3 separate regions of the Sus scrofa genome follow, and regions 1 and 2 are each linked to region 3. Evidence: chromatin contacts called from public promoter capture Hi-C data. All regions are on one chromosome and are shown on one strand. Each heading gives the region's core, a stretch centred on a gene start, on an enhancer-like site or on the middle of the called end of the contact. The rest is flanking DNA. Distances are from core to core; before and after follow the strand shown.

The links. Promoter capture Hi-C pulls out the DNA fragments that hold promoters and counts their contacts.
Region 1: a contact with region 3 is called in a promoter capture Hi-C map of liver, with 7 times the contacts expected there. The contact joins the promoter of HSP90AB1 here to the promoter of GTPBP2 in region 3. A contact is called at or near these places in 2 of 5 promoter capture datasets (fetal skeletal muscle and liver), 1 of 47 Hi-C or Micro-C datasets (liver) and 2 of 2 datasets of contacts at active chromatin or transcription factors (alveolar macrophages and skeletal muscle).
Region 2: a contact with region 3 is called in a promoter capture Hi-C map of liver, with 5 times the contacts expected there. The contact joins the promoter of MRPL14 here to the promoter of GTPBP2 in region 3. A contact is called at or near these places in 3 of 5 promoter capture datasets (fetal liver, fetal skeletal muscle and liver), 1 of 47 Hi-C or Micro-C datasets (heart right ventricle) and 1 of 2 datasets of contacts at active chromatin or transcription factors (alveolar macrophages).

The regions. Positions count from the first base shown.
Region 1 is chr7:39,241,993-39,246,234 of Sscrofa11.1, reverse strand. It overlaps HSP90AB1 (heat shock protein 90 alpha family class B member 1), which reads right to left and starts at 2,461. Exons shown (of 12, transcript NM_001244433.1): 1 at 2,220-2,461; 2 at 694-840; 3 at 196-402; 4 at 1-94. The coding sequence starts at 840.
Region 2 is chr7:39,136,842-39,141,099 of Sscrofa11.1, reverse strand. MRPL14 (39S ribosomal protein L14, mitochondrial) reads left to right here and starts at 2,764. Exons shown (of 3, transcript XM_001929561.5): 1 at 2,764-2,886. It overlaps TMEM63B (CSC1-like protein 2), which reads right to left and starts at 3,416. Exons shown (of 24, transcript XM_005666056.3): 1 at 3,142-3,416.
Region 3 is chr7:38,611,867-38,616,020 of Sscrofa11.1, reverse strand. GTPBP2 (GTP-binding protein 2) reads left to right here and starts at 2,805. Exons shown (of 12, transcript XM_003128412.6): 1 at 2,805-3,034. The coding sequence starts at 2,849. MAD2L1BP (MAD2L1-binding protein) reads right to left here and starts at 2,672. Exons shown (of 4, transcript XM_001929515.6): 1 at 2,535-2,672.

The sequences.
Region 1 (4,242 bases), core at 1,212-3,711, 630 kb before region 3:
TGTGCTTTGTGATCACAACCACTTTCTCTGCCACCAGGTAGGCAGAATAGAAGCCAACACCAAACTGTCCAATCATGGAGATGTCTGCACCAGCCTACCAAAAAGTTTTAAAAAGTCAAACACAAGTTTTGAAGAAACAGCAAACTAAACATCAATGAATATGAATGGTGCATGCCTAGCTGAAATACCACATACCTGAAGAGCCTCCATAAATGCTTTAGTACCAGACTTGGCAATGGTTCCCAAATTATTTATGAGATCAGCTTTGGTCATGCCAATGCCTGTGTCTACCAGAGTCAGGGTGCGCTCCTGGGGGTTGGGGATGATGTCAATTTTCAGCTCTTTACCACTGTCCAATTTGGAAGGGTCTGTCAGGCTCTCATAGCGAATCTTGTCCAAGGCCTGAAAATACAAATTGCAGTTTTACAATTCTGCTTCCACCTCATCCAATAGAAAAAGTTTTTTCCTACTCCCAGATAACCTCATTTCTGATAACCCCTTTCATTTGAAGCTTGAGACGTACATCCAGTTAGAGTACGCCATCTATCCACATAAAGCAAGGCAAAACCTTTTTAGAATTGAAGTTTATATTCCCTTCAAAAATAAAACCCACAAAATGCCCAATCACCCCTCTCCTTCTTTGAAGTACTCGAGAAACAAACAAATGCCAATGAAGACGCTCAGGGAACTCACATCAGAAGCATTACTGATCAACTCCCGAAGAAAAATCTCCTTGTTGGAATAAAAGGTATTGATGATGAGAGACATGAGCTGGGCGATTTCTGCCTGGAAGGCAAAAGTCTCCACTTCCTCCTCGCCATGGTGCACTTCCTCAGGCATCTAAAATAAGAGAGATGAAGAACTTTGGACTCAAGTTCACCCCAATTACAATAAAGACACTAAGAGGTTCAGTTCAAGTTGTTCTGAACCGAGTACTGAGATGCAAGACCTTTCCTTTAAAGACTTCAGGCTGCGCCCTCAGTCTGAGAATAAGAGGGGCGGGGGGGGGGGGGGCTGCTAATACAGCCCCCAAAATGCCTTAAGGTCTCTTAAGCATTTTGTTAGGATGTTAGGCGATCCATCCACGGATCAGCAGCCTCTCATCACCTGGTAATCTCTTAGGCATGCAGAGTACCTCGCCCAACCCCGGTTTCTTAAATGTGAATAAGCAGAAGACCTACATACATATTCAAATGTACAAATTAGTAACTACGGTTCTACCATTTCTGGTGGAGGGGAGGGAGCCCCCCCCCCAAACAGACCAGTTTTACCTTAAAGGGGCTATCATTTGAAACTGCTCTCCCTTCACCTCCAGGAAGATGTGAAATTGCTACCTCACGTGGTAAGGGAGGCTAACGCGAGAGAATCGTGGGATACCCACTTGGGATGCCATTAAGACAAAGAACCGATAAAGCAAAAGGCTCCACTCTGTCCCTGTAGCACACGTGACTGAGGTACAGGACCAAACCAAATACAACTAAGATGGTGGCGTAGTCCGCGGGGCCGACGCTCGTCGATGCCGGACATGCGTCGGCCAGGACCACGCGAGGAGGGGGCGCCACCGCGCAGCCTCCCTTCGCCTCAGCATCCGGGCACCAGGGCGGGGCGCCGAGTTCCAGAACCTTCCAGAACAATTCCAGCCAACGGGGAGAAAAGAGGACGACGAAGAAATGCTCCCATAAATTCTCAAGCCTGCCTCCTCCGCTACCCCTCCACCCTGACTGCAGGAATGAGCTCGAAGCAGGAAGCACGATGGGCCACTGGAGCTCCAAAGCATCCTTTGCCGCAAACCCTCACACTAAGGACTAGAAAAACTCCCTTCTATAAAAGAGATGGCAAAACCTACCCAGAACCATGCTGTGCTGAGTCACACCGGGCCCGCACACCCACCAACCTTGCCCACCCTCTGGCGCCCCGTAGTCGCGTCCGGAAGTAGAGGGGCAAACATGGCAGCGTCCCGGGCCGGCGCGGCTACCACGTGTAGCCGCCCAGTCCCCCAGCCCCACTCGCCCAGGCCTAACAGCCGCCTAGAAGGCCCGACACCAAGCATGGAAGGAAAAGCTAAACTCGAGAGCTCCCTTCCACCCACCCTCTAAAAAAATTGGGAGCGTTGTCCAGCAAACCGCCCCAGCACGACAAAAACTTGGGTCTCAGAAAGGACAGAATGGACGAAAGCAACCTGAAATTTAACCAGAAATGCCTTAAGAGTGCAACCTTACCTTAAAGGATAAGGATCACAAACACCACAAAGCTGAGCGGGGAAGGACTGCCTCCGGCTCTCACGCCAGAACAAGGCTGCGCGGGGGGTGACTCAAGAGAACGGCTGTGAGACCCCAGTCGCTTTATATAAGGCGAAGCACACCTTCGCTGCCCGCCCCCAGATCCCTCCGCCTTAAAGGAGGCTGTCTGTCAGCCCCGCACCTGCCGCTGCCCGCCCACCTTTACGTCATGGTCCAAAATAGGGGAGGGGGCGGTGAAGAGCAAGGGCGCGCATGTGTAGACTTTTTCTTAGTCCCATCTCCGCGTCCTGAAGACAGGACACCACCAGAGCTAGATGTTGGGTATACTCATAGGACAAATGCCGTGGCTCTAGGGAACAGAATCCCCGCTGACCTCAGTAAAAACCTGTAGAGCAGGTGCCTCCACACCAAAGAATCCCAGAGGAACACCTGAAAGGGGACCAACTACTCCCACCTATGCTCCCTCCCTGCTACAATCTTCCTTACACATTCCTACTGCCCAATAAGGGGAAAGGGTCCTTTCCGGGGACACTGGGGAATTTGAAGCCGAACTTTGGGCAGCCCGCGAACCCTGGCACTCCCAGGGGACAATGGGCAGTGCCAGCGTCTCGCTGCGGGGCGTGGCTTCCGCTGCTAGAAGGTCGCCGGCTCGGGTGTGGAGGGCACTCTTTGTCTGCAAGCGGCGGAAGGAGCGACAGTGGCGGTGCTGCGATCTTCCAGCAGTTTCCAGATCCGCCTCTACGGTCCTGTCCCGCCCCGCCCCGCCCTCTTCCCTTGGGGCTCCACCCCTTTTTCTGCGGACTGGGCTGTGCCTCTGCGGCGGCTCCGCCTCTCCAACGTTATGCTTGAATCTCCGGGAGAGGTGGGCAACTTCGATCCTATGTTGCTGGCGGGCAACTACACCCGGCACCCTCTTCGCCACCCGCCAGACCCAGCTCGCTCAGCATTGCGTCCAGGGTGGGGTGGAACAGGGATGATCCCCCCTTTCTCCCCCGTCAGTCACACAGCACACGGGTTATTGGGGCGGCTCTGCGAGAACCGCCTTCGGAGCCGAGACTGAGGGTGGCGTCGCTACCTGAGAAACCCTCCCCAGCCTCTGCAGCCGCCCACGCGTGTCGCACGCAGGGGCATGCACATACAATCTGGTTTCCTTTTCTTTTTACAAAAATTCTTTCCCCTCCTGCAACTGTCTAGGTCTGGGGAGGGGAGGATCTCCAGGGACCCCCGCTGGGTGGCGGGGGTTCTAGGAGGTGGCATGAAGACACCAGCGCCTTCATGCTGGCCAAAGGGCTGCTCGCTCCTGGCGGGCAGAACCAGGTTGTTCCCCTTCAGCTGCTGCGGCGCCGGAGCCCCCAAGCCAAGCGCCGGCCCAGCTGCCTCGCCTGGCCCTGCCGCTTTTGCTTGCCTTCGGGGCGGGTACGCTGTCCTCGCCTTTCCAAGGCCTCATCTCTGGAGCTCACCCGCCCCACAGCCCCTCCGGGAGAGAATGACCGCTCCCTGCGCCGTGACCTTGTGGATGCCCAGCAACTCCCTCAACTCCCTTCGTGGCCCACTTTGTCCGCCCCTGGAATGCTTGGGAGAGGGATACCTCCGACCCGCAGACCTCCCTCGGCAGCCCTGGTGTGCAGTCTTGTAGCACTTCTTTGTCCAGCTGTTGAACTCCAAAGAACAAAGGACCCTCGCGTTCCTTTTCCTTGCCCCACACTCCTGACTTCATCACCCGTGCCACCCCTACCCCGATTTCATGATTTCATCTCTCCTTACTCTTCCACTGCTCTTCTGGTCTAGAAGAAGCCGGTGGCTGGGAGAACTCAAGGAATGTGGGAAGGGGCCTGAGTGCTGCTGCTAGGAACGCCCCAGGATGCTCTGTTCCAAGATGGAAACGGGGAGCATCGTCCCCCAACACACCCTCCCTCCCTCTGGGCAGAAGGGGCCTAGCTAATCAAACACCTGCTCTCTGGTTCACATAGAGCATTCACAGCTCACTGTCCCCTGCCGCCTG
Region 2 (4,258 bases), core at 1,515-4,014, 530 kb before region 3:
GGAGTTCCTGCTGTGCCACAGTGGGTTAGGGATCCCAGGTTGCCTGGGGACTTTCATATGCCATGGTGGCCAAGGTAGTAGGAAAAGAACACATTTATCAAATATCTATTTAACTCATACTTTGGGCCAAGCACTGTTCTAAGGGCTTTGCAGATGCTACCTCGTGTACTCCCCATCACGACCCTAGAGACATGAGATACAGAGAGGGTACATAACTTGCCCAGTGTCACACAGCTAGTCTGTGCTAGATCTGGATATGGACCTGACTCAAGCTTATGCTTTTCATCACAGCACTTTGTGGCCTCGGCCAGCAGAGGAGCCACTTCTACCAGGAAGCTAGGGGTTGGGGGTTTGAGGTTTCTAGTTACAGCTCTAGAGAAATGCCACACCCTATTTCTACCTGTTTGCCTTCCCTCTTGCTTCTAGCTCCCAGAGCCTCCACTCAGGCCCTGGGTTTGTGATTTCAGGTTCTGAGGCAGGTGCAAGGGACAGGCAACCAAGCCTGGTGGCTAAAAGCACAGGCTCTAGGATGAGACCGATCTGGCTTCTGTCTACTTCTGTCTACTTCACCACCCTGGGCCTTGCTTCCTTCATCTGTAAGTGGGAATGATAATTCAGTCCTGTGGTTGTTCTGAGGATTAAACAAGATGACTTATGTAAAGCTCTTAATACAGTTCAAGGCACAAATGGATTCTAAAAAAATTTAGCTACTGTTATCAATAAAGTGTGGAATAAAGGGTTGGTTTAGGGGAGAAGAACTAGTAAAAATCAAAATAAAAGAATACATAGAATTTAATATGCTAGAACTCCTCAGTCTGGATGGGCTTCTTGTCTAGATTTAAGGGCTTATACTGCTTTTGGGGCTCTGCCACTGAATGGCAGGGAATGTTTCCAAACTCTTCAAACAAACGGATCCATCTGTAGCAGGCTGGAAGGTGGGGGCATGGGAGGGCAATGCCATGCCAGGATGGGTCAGAAGTTCAGAGAAGAGAACTCGTTATCGATCAACTACCAGGCAGGGTGCCAGGCTCTCTACCTGTACTATCTAGTTTGATTAATCTTGTAAGGAGGTGGTAGTAAACATACTTTTTAATTGAAACAGACAGGTTAAGTAACTCGTCAAGGTCACACAGCTAAAGAATGGCAGAGCTGGAATTTGAACCCAGGTCTCCAGGACTGTTAAAATTGGAGGGAACTTGTAGGATGTCCAAAAGGGGGTTCTTAGCTACTCACAACCTGCCCTCTGCCTGGCCACGTCCCTACGCACCCACCCATAGGCCAAGACCCAGTTGGGTGAGCCAATAGCAGGCCCCAGCATGTGCCACCTGGGGCATGCCAGGGCCTAGACCCTCTGGTACCCTGGAGGAGGGACATGATGCTAGCACCCACCCCCCACGATGGAAGCCTGTCAGACACTGCCACTCCCCTCCTCACATGTTCCTGGGAGGCAGGACTGGGAACCCCTCCTCAGGAGGGGCTGGGCATAGCCTCACTCATCCCGGGCTGCTGCAGACCCAGGGAGAGGCTCCAGAGTGGTCCTAGGTACAGGAGTCCTGACCCTCCGGCTGGCCGAACGCCCCCCACCCGCCTCCTGGGAAGTGGAGCGCTGAGTGGCCAGACCTCCACCCAGAGGACCTAGGCAGGTGGCAGCACAGAGCCTCAAGGGCAGCCGGCCCCTCTGACCTCTCATCGCCACTTCCCAAGCGTCCTTCTCTTCTGGGGAACAAGGCGCCAAAGCTTTGGAACTGTCCTCTCTAGGTAGTCAAGAAGGCCAGGAGGGACAAAGCACACCCCCTCCCCCCAACAGGGCCTTTGCCCCACTCCGGTTCCGCGTCCGAATCTTTTCCCCACCGCACCCTCCAAGGCAGGCCCGGGCAGCTCATGAATGAACTGCACTGTGCGGGGCGCAAGGAGAGGACACGCTCCCGGGGCCAGTCGCCTCCCCAGTCCTCCAACCAGTCCCTAGTCGGGCTGGGGCAGCGGCCGGCCTCATGCCAGCACTCGCGAACCCTGCCTTTGCCGGAGCCCAAACCCCTACCCCGGGCCGACCTCGGGGGTACTCGGCCCCTGGAGCAGGAGAAAAGATAAAAGACACCGAGGGCATTGGACTTGGCGACAGTGGAATCCAAAACTCGGGGGCGGGGGCGGCAGATTCCCCACAGCGGCGGCGGGCTGATGGGGCGCAGCTGGAACCCCGGAGGGGCGCGGAGGGGACGCGCACCTGGACCGGGCAGGTGGGAGAAGAGAGGAGCTAGGGGGCCAGGGGAGAGGGGTCCCACCCCTCGGATCTCTCAAGGGGTGGGGACACAAGGCGGTGTACCTCTGGACCCCCTGTAGGGGGTGGAGGACTCATATTATTGCTTCAGGATGGTGCGGGGTTGGGGGCAGCGCCCGGCACCACTGGGTCCCGCGGGCCCGGGCACCTCTGGGTCCCGCAGGAGGCTGAAGGGAGGGGACGCGCAGCCGAGTCCGGGGTTTTTCTTTGGATGGTGGTGGGATCCTCAAAGAAAAGAGAGGGGGCCGGGGAAGGGTCGCGTACTCACCCCCAGGCGCAGACTCGGCTCCAGCTCCGAGCCCCGGGTTGGGGCGGGGCGGGGCTGGGGGAGGGGGAGGGGGAGTCGCTGGGCGGCTCGAGCTCCGGGCTCCTGCGGCGGCCGCGGCTGTGTCTGGGGGAGGGGGAGCGGGAGGAGGGAGGGGGAGGAGGAGGGGCGTGGCCACGAAGGTCCCACCCCCCACGCCAGCTCACGCAAGGCGCGCGCGCACTCTCAGATCGCCGCCCGCCCAGCTGGGTCCGATGCGCAGGCGCAGGACTACAGGCCGCGTGGGGGGGAAGGCGGCCCTGGGCCAGTGGGGCCTGCAGCGGGATATTCCAGGGCGGCGAAGGCGGTATGGAGTGGGGGGCGGGTAGGGGACGTCACGCTCCTAACTCTGCTGCTTCCCCTCTCTCTCTGCTCCCCGCAGTAGGGGAGGCGGACTCCCCTGGGTGGGTGAGGAAGGGGAGGATCTTGGGCCCTTTGGGGGCAGAGGGGCAGTGGGAGGGTCCCGACGGGGAGGGAGGCCTCTAACCCAGACCCTCCGCCCTCCCACTCCCCAAGGTCGCCCGGGCTCCCGTGGCCTCTGCGACCCCGCGCCCCCGCTTACCTACTTTCCCGAGGAAGGGGCGGGGTGCTGGCCGGCCACGCGAGGTGGCCTCGGTCGGTCACTCTGGCGCAGCTCCTCGGGTTTGTCTACTTCTCCCTTTCCTTTTCCAACCCGGGCCCTGAGATGACTTTGTGACTCGTTTGCTGGCACTTCTGTACTGTGGAGAATGAGTCCACCGCTTTCACTGTCATGCCGATGAGTGGCTCCCCCGGCCCCAGGGGGTTCCCAGGTTTCTCATTTCACCAGAGGCTGCATCTGCCAGGGATTAAGACTGGGAAGATGAGAGAGATGTGGGTGTGGGTGTGTCTGCGCGTGTGCATACTCCTGTATGTTACCCACAGGACAGATCACAAAGTCACACGGAGTACCAACTTGTTCGTTCAATTTTGGGTTCCTGGAAGGGTCTTATCCCTTCAGGCTTGAAGAGAGACAGTCTGGGACAGAAGAGAAATAGTGCTTTACACGATGGGCAGTAATTGAACTTTGCCACCCTAAGAGATTGAATGGACTGAATTGATAAAGGGTTTCACAAAAGAGCGACTTAGGCTGCTGGGGAAAAGTGGGAAGGTTGGGAGATGCTTCAGTCTGGGCTGCTGGACCGAGGAAGGGCACTGCCTACCTGGTGTGTCTGGTTCTTGTGGTTGGTCAGTGTCTTTGCTGTCTGCTGTTTTTTTTTTAAAAGAGTTCATTAGTAGCTTGTGGGATATAACTGTAAGGTTTTGATGCAGTTCAAACTGAATCCTCATTCAAACTGCATCCCGTTGGTTGATTGGAAGTCCATTTGGTGGATCGTGGCTATCATTTAAGAAATGGAGTTCCTGTCGTGGCGCAGTGGTTAACGAATCCGACTAGGAACCATGAGGTTGCGGGTTCGATCCCTGCCCTTGCTCAGTGGGTTAAGGATCCAGCATTGCCGTGAGCTGTGGTGTAGGTTGCAGACGTGGCTCGGATCCCGCATTGCTGTGACTCTGGCGTAGGCTGGTGGCTACAGCTCTGATTGGACCCCTAGCCTGGGAACCTCTATATGCCGCGGGAGCGGCCCAAGAAATGGCAAAAAGACAAAAAAAAAAAAAAAAGAAAAAAAGTGAAGAGTTCCTGTTGTGGCTCAGTAGAAACG
Region 3 (4,154 bases), core at 1,556-4,055:
ACGAGGTTCGATCCCTGGCCTGGCTCAGTGGGTTAAGGATCCAGTGTTGCCTGCCGTGAGCTGTGGTGTAGGTTGCAGATGCAGCTCAGACCTGAGGTTCCTGTGGCTGTGGCATAGGCCAGTGGCTACAGCTCTCATTGGACCCCTAGCCTAGGAACATCCATGTGCCACTGATGCGGCCCTAAAAAAAAAAAAAAAAATACTGTGGTATTGGCTCAGGAATAAATAAAACAGAAGAGAGTCCAGAAACAGACCCATGTAGCTATTGGTATATATAATGAGGATAACTTTTTAAAAGAAAGTAACTTGAGACAACTCCCTACCATTTAGAAAAAAAAAATCAAATAAGTTCCTATTATACATCCTACATAAAGATACATTCCAAACTGATCAAACATCTAAACATAAACCATGAATTTCCCTTGTAGCACAGCAGGTTAAGGATCCAGCACTGTCACTACAGCAGCTTGGGTCGCTATTGTGGCTCTGGTTCAAACTCTGGCATGGGAACCTCCACGTGCCAAAAGAAACCCACAAACACTTCAAAACTCCTGGAAGAAAACAGTGGATAATAATTCATAATTTAGGAGTGAGGTTGGCTTGGACATGACACAACCAAGAAAATGTAAAGGAAACTATTGCTAAGTCTGAGTTTAAAATGTATGTAAAGGTACTCTACACAAAGAATGAATGACTAATCACAGACCAGGAAAAAATGTCTGTGTGCAGACGTCCATTATTTACCCCATGGGCAACCACCTCATAAGCACCTCATAAGCAACCCCTCCAGGAAACTAAACACATACACCACCTTCCATCTCCCAGGATCTGGTCTCCTGGGCAGACATCCCGGGTCAGCCTACTCCCCTTCCGGCCTTCACTCCTGTTTGTGGTAAGCCAGGTTAAGAATGGATATCAGAATGGGTTATTCCTCCTCATCTCTTAAAATAAATTTTCCACTCAGGAGACAAGGGAATTGAGAAGAATAAAGTGAAACTGTGTGTGTGTTGGGGTGGTTGAAGGATTCATGACGATGAGAGAACAAGTATCAGGCCAGTGCAGCCCAGGCCCTGCTTATCAAGAGAGCCCAGAGCTGCTGGTGGTGAGAATATCGGGGGAATAGTTTTGGCTCTCACTTCCAATCCCCATCCTTTTTGAGATCTCTCACTGAGTTCTTCTGTCTCAGCCTCTAAGTAGCAGTTTCCCTGGAGAAGTTGTGCCCCTCGCCCCTCTCTAAGGTCGACCTCTGCAGCATAACCTTCTTAGCTAAGGGGGTTGAGAAGTCGCACGTGCTTCCAGCCACTGACGATCACATAAGATCACATAATTGGCTGGGTCTGCTCGGCCCTTTTGCAGATTTTGGCCCTTCCGCTATCACCGATTTGGGGAGTTATGCCATGTGGACAGCAACTACGTGATCAGTAGCCTGTCTTCTCCTTGTGGTCCTTGGGGGAAGCCATGGACTCCACCAGGTCTGAACCCCTGAAAGGATCACCAGAGGTAAGCCACTGTTGCTGCTTCTAGTTTTCCAAGGAAAACCGAGGGCTGGTGGGCAGGGCTGTTTCGTTTCTGGTCTCTATATGAGCATCTCGCTGTTTGTGAAGAGATGGGAAGTGGACATACAATGGATGAGTGGTGAGTCACAAGTCAGCCATGGGGTTGGGAATTGAACTCTGGCGTCCTGACTCCCCGCCCAGCAACACTGCTTCCCCACTCCGCCTTTCTAGTGTTTTGTACACTGGTTTATGTCACCGAATGTGTTTACTCTTTGCTGACTGCAAGAGCCCTAAAGAGCAAGCGAGATGACAGCTTGGCAAGAAAGTCAAGTCAGCAATCCCCTGGGCCCTGGGCCAAGTTTCTATTCCAGGAAACCTCCCCCGCCCTCGCAGTGGTTGACGTAACCGGAGCCCCAGCCCCGCCCCAAGTAGGGGCCAGGCCCCTCCCACAGCCCTGGCGGTTTTAAAACCAAAATCGGTGTTCCGGGATTGGTTCGGCTTCAAAACAAAGGGGAGGGGTAATACTCGCTGCGGGCATCCTGGTGGCCCTAAGGCAGCGGGGCTTGTTTATGGGTTCGAGCCTCGCGTCGGGGCTACTGCGGTGTCTCGGGCTGCTAAAACCAGCCCCCGGAGGGTGCCAGCTTGGTAATAAAGCAGTGACTACTGTATAAAGGTGGCATAATCTTCGCAACAAAAAAAGCCTTAATTAGGCTAACCACCATCCGCCTCCGCCCTGGCATTAGTCCTGACTCACCCGGACGGCACGCCGGCCGTCGAGGGAGAAACTGAGGAAGGGGCGGAGCCAGTAGACCACTCGCTCCAAATTCTGCGTTCTCCAGGTTCAAAACTTGTTGTGGAGGCTGGCGTCAAAGGGCCAAACTCTGAAGCGCCCACAAAGCTTAATTCGGATGTAAGCCCTCCGCTCCGGTAACTGGCCCACGACCCCCAGGCCCTAATTAAAGACCCGCTCAGCTCTCTGAGACTGGGAACCAGACTACAGCTCCCCTAGGTCTTTGCGCGCATAGGCGCGCTCCTTACCTACTCCCCGAAGCCGCCCGCGGCCCCCTTGCGCCGCGATGTCTCCTGGGAGTGGTAGGGCGGCGGCGAACTCTTTCCAGGGAGCTCTCAGACTTGAGGACTCTATATCCCGTGATGCCTCGCGACTCTTTCTGACGCGACCTGGAAGCCAGGGCAGGGTGGGGGCGTGGCCTGTGCAGAGCCCCACCCCGCTCTCCTCCTGGCTGGTCGGACTCGGCGGTGGCAGTAGGGGCGGCGGCGGCGGCGGTGGCGGAGGTGGTGGCGGCGGCGGTGGCGGGGGGAGGGGCCGGGCGGGGGGCTGGCGGCAGCAGCGGATGGACTCGCGGGTATCCGAGCTGTTCGGCGGCTGCTGCCGGCCCGGAGGGGGCCCGGCCGTGGGCGGAACCCTCAAGGCTAGGGGCGCCGGCGGCAGCAGCAGCTGCGGGGGCCCGAAGGGGAAAAAGAAGAACGGAAGGAACAGAGGGGGCAAAGCCAACAACCCTCCGTACCTGCCCCCCGAGGTGAGCACCTGAGAAGCAGCCGGGTGAGAGGAAATCACTCCTTCCGGTCCTGGGACTCCAGGAAGGCGAGACAGAATTCGTACCCCCCTTCCGGTGTCAAGACCCCCTTCTTTTCCGGTTCGAGGACCCCAGGGAGGAGGGACAGAGAGATTGACCCCGTCCCCACCAGGTGTCAGGCCCCGGGGAGGAAGAGGGGAGGAGGGGAATCTCCTCACTCTGATGTAGGTAATTCCAGGAGAAGTGGGAAAAGGGGATCCCCTTGGGAAGAGCAGAGTAAAATCCCCGGGCCCCTTCCCTGTGCTGCAACAGGAGAAGGGAGAGTGCGTTCTGGGATGAGGAGTTAGAGTTTTCTAAACTTGCTCTACGGGGAGGAGAGGAGTACCCGAGGAAGGAGCAATGTGTTCTGTCCTTATCCTTGAGTGTGTATACACACACACACACACAAAGAGCAATATATTCTGTCCCTATCCCTGAGTGTGTACACACACACACACCAGAAAACAGTTAGGCTTAGTCCTCCTGCCCTTTGCCTGTCCTATGAGGAAGTGGTGGCAGCCTCCACCTACCCGTACCATCTGTCCCTAAGGCAGAGGATAACTGCTACTCTATCCCTCTTAGAAAAGGAGAACCCAAGGGGGAGATCCTCATCAAGTGATTATTCAAACTTTAGTATGTATCACAATCACTTGAATTGCTGCTCTACCCCTAGAATTTACAACTGAGTAAGTCAAAGGTGGCCCTGATAATCGGCATTTCTTACAAGTTCCCAGGTGATGTGAATGCTGTTGGTCCTGGGACCACGTGTTGAGAACCATTATCCTAGACCATCATCCTTGCACCACTTTTCTGAAGCCACCCGTACTTATTCTTCACCTCCATCAAAATGATAAACAAGGAAGGTCTTTATTGATGTGAAAAGATTTCCATTATATTCCAAGAGATGGAGATTATGGGTGAAGCCCTGTAAGAGCCTGGGAGTCAGAGAGCCTTCAAAGGGATGGAATGATGACAGGAAGGGGAGAAGAAAAATAAAATGTCCAGGGAGGAGGAGTGCAGAAATTCAGGACAGGTAGACCAGGCAAATTGTATATCCTTTTGCACGTGAGAGGGGGAAGCTCAG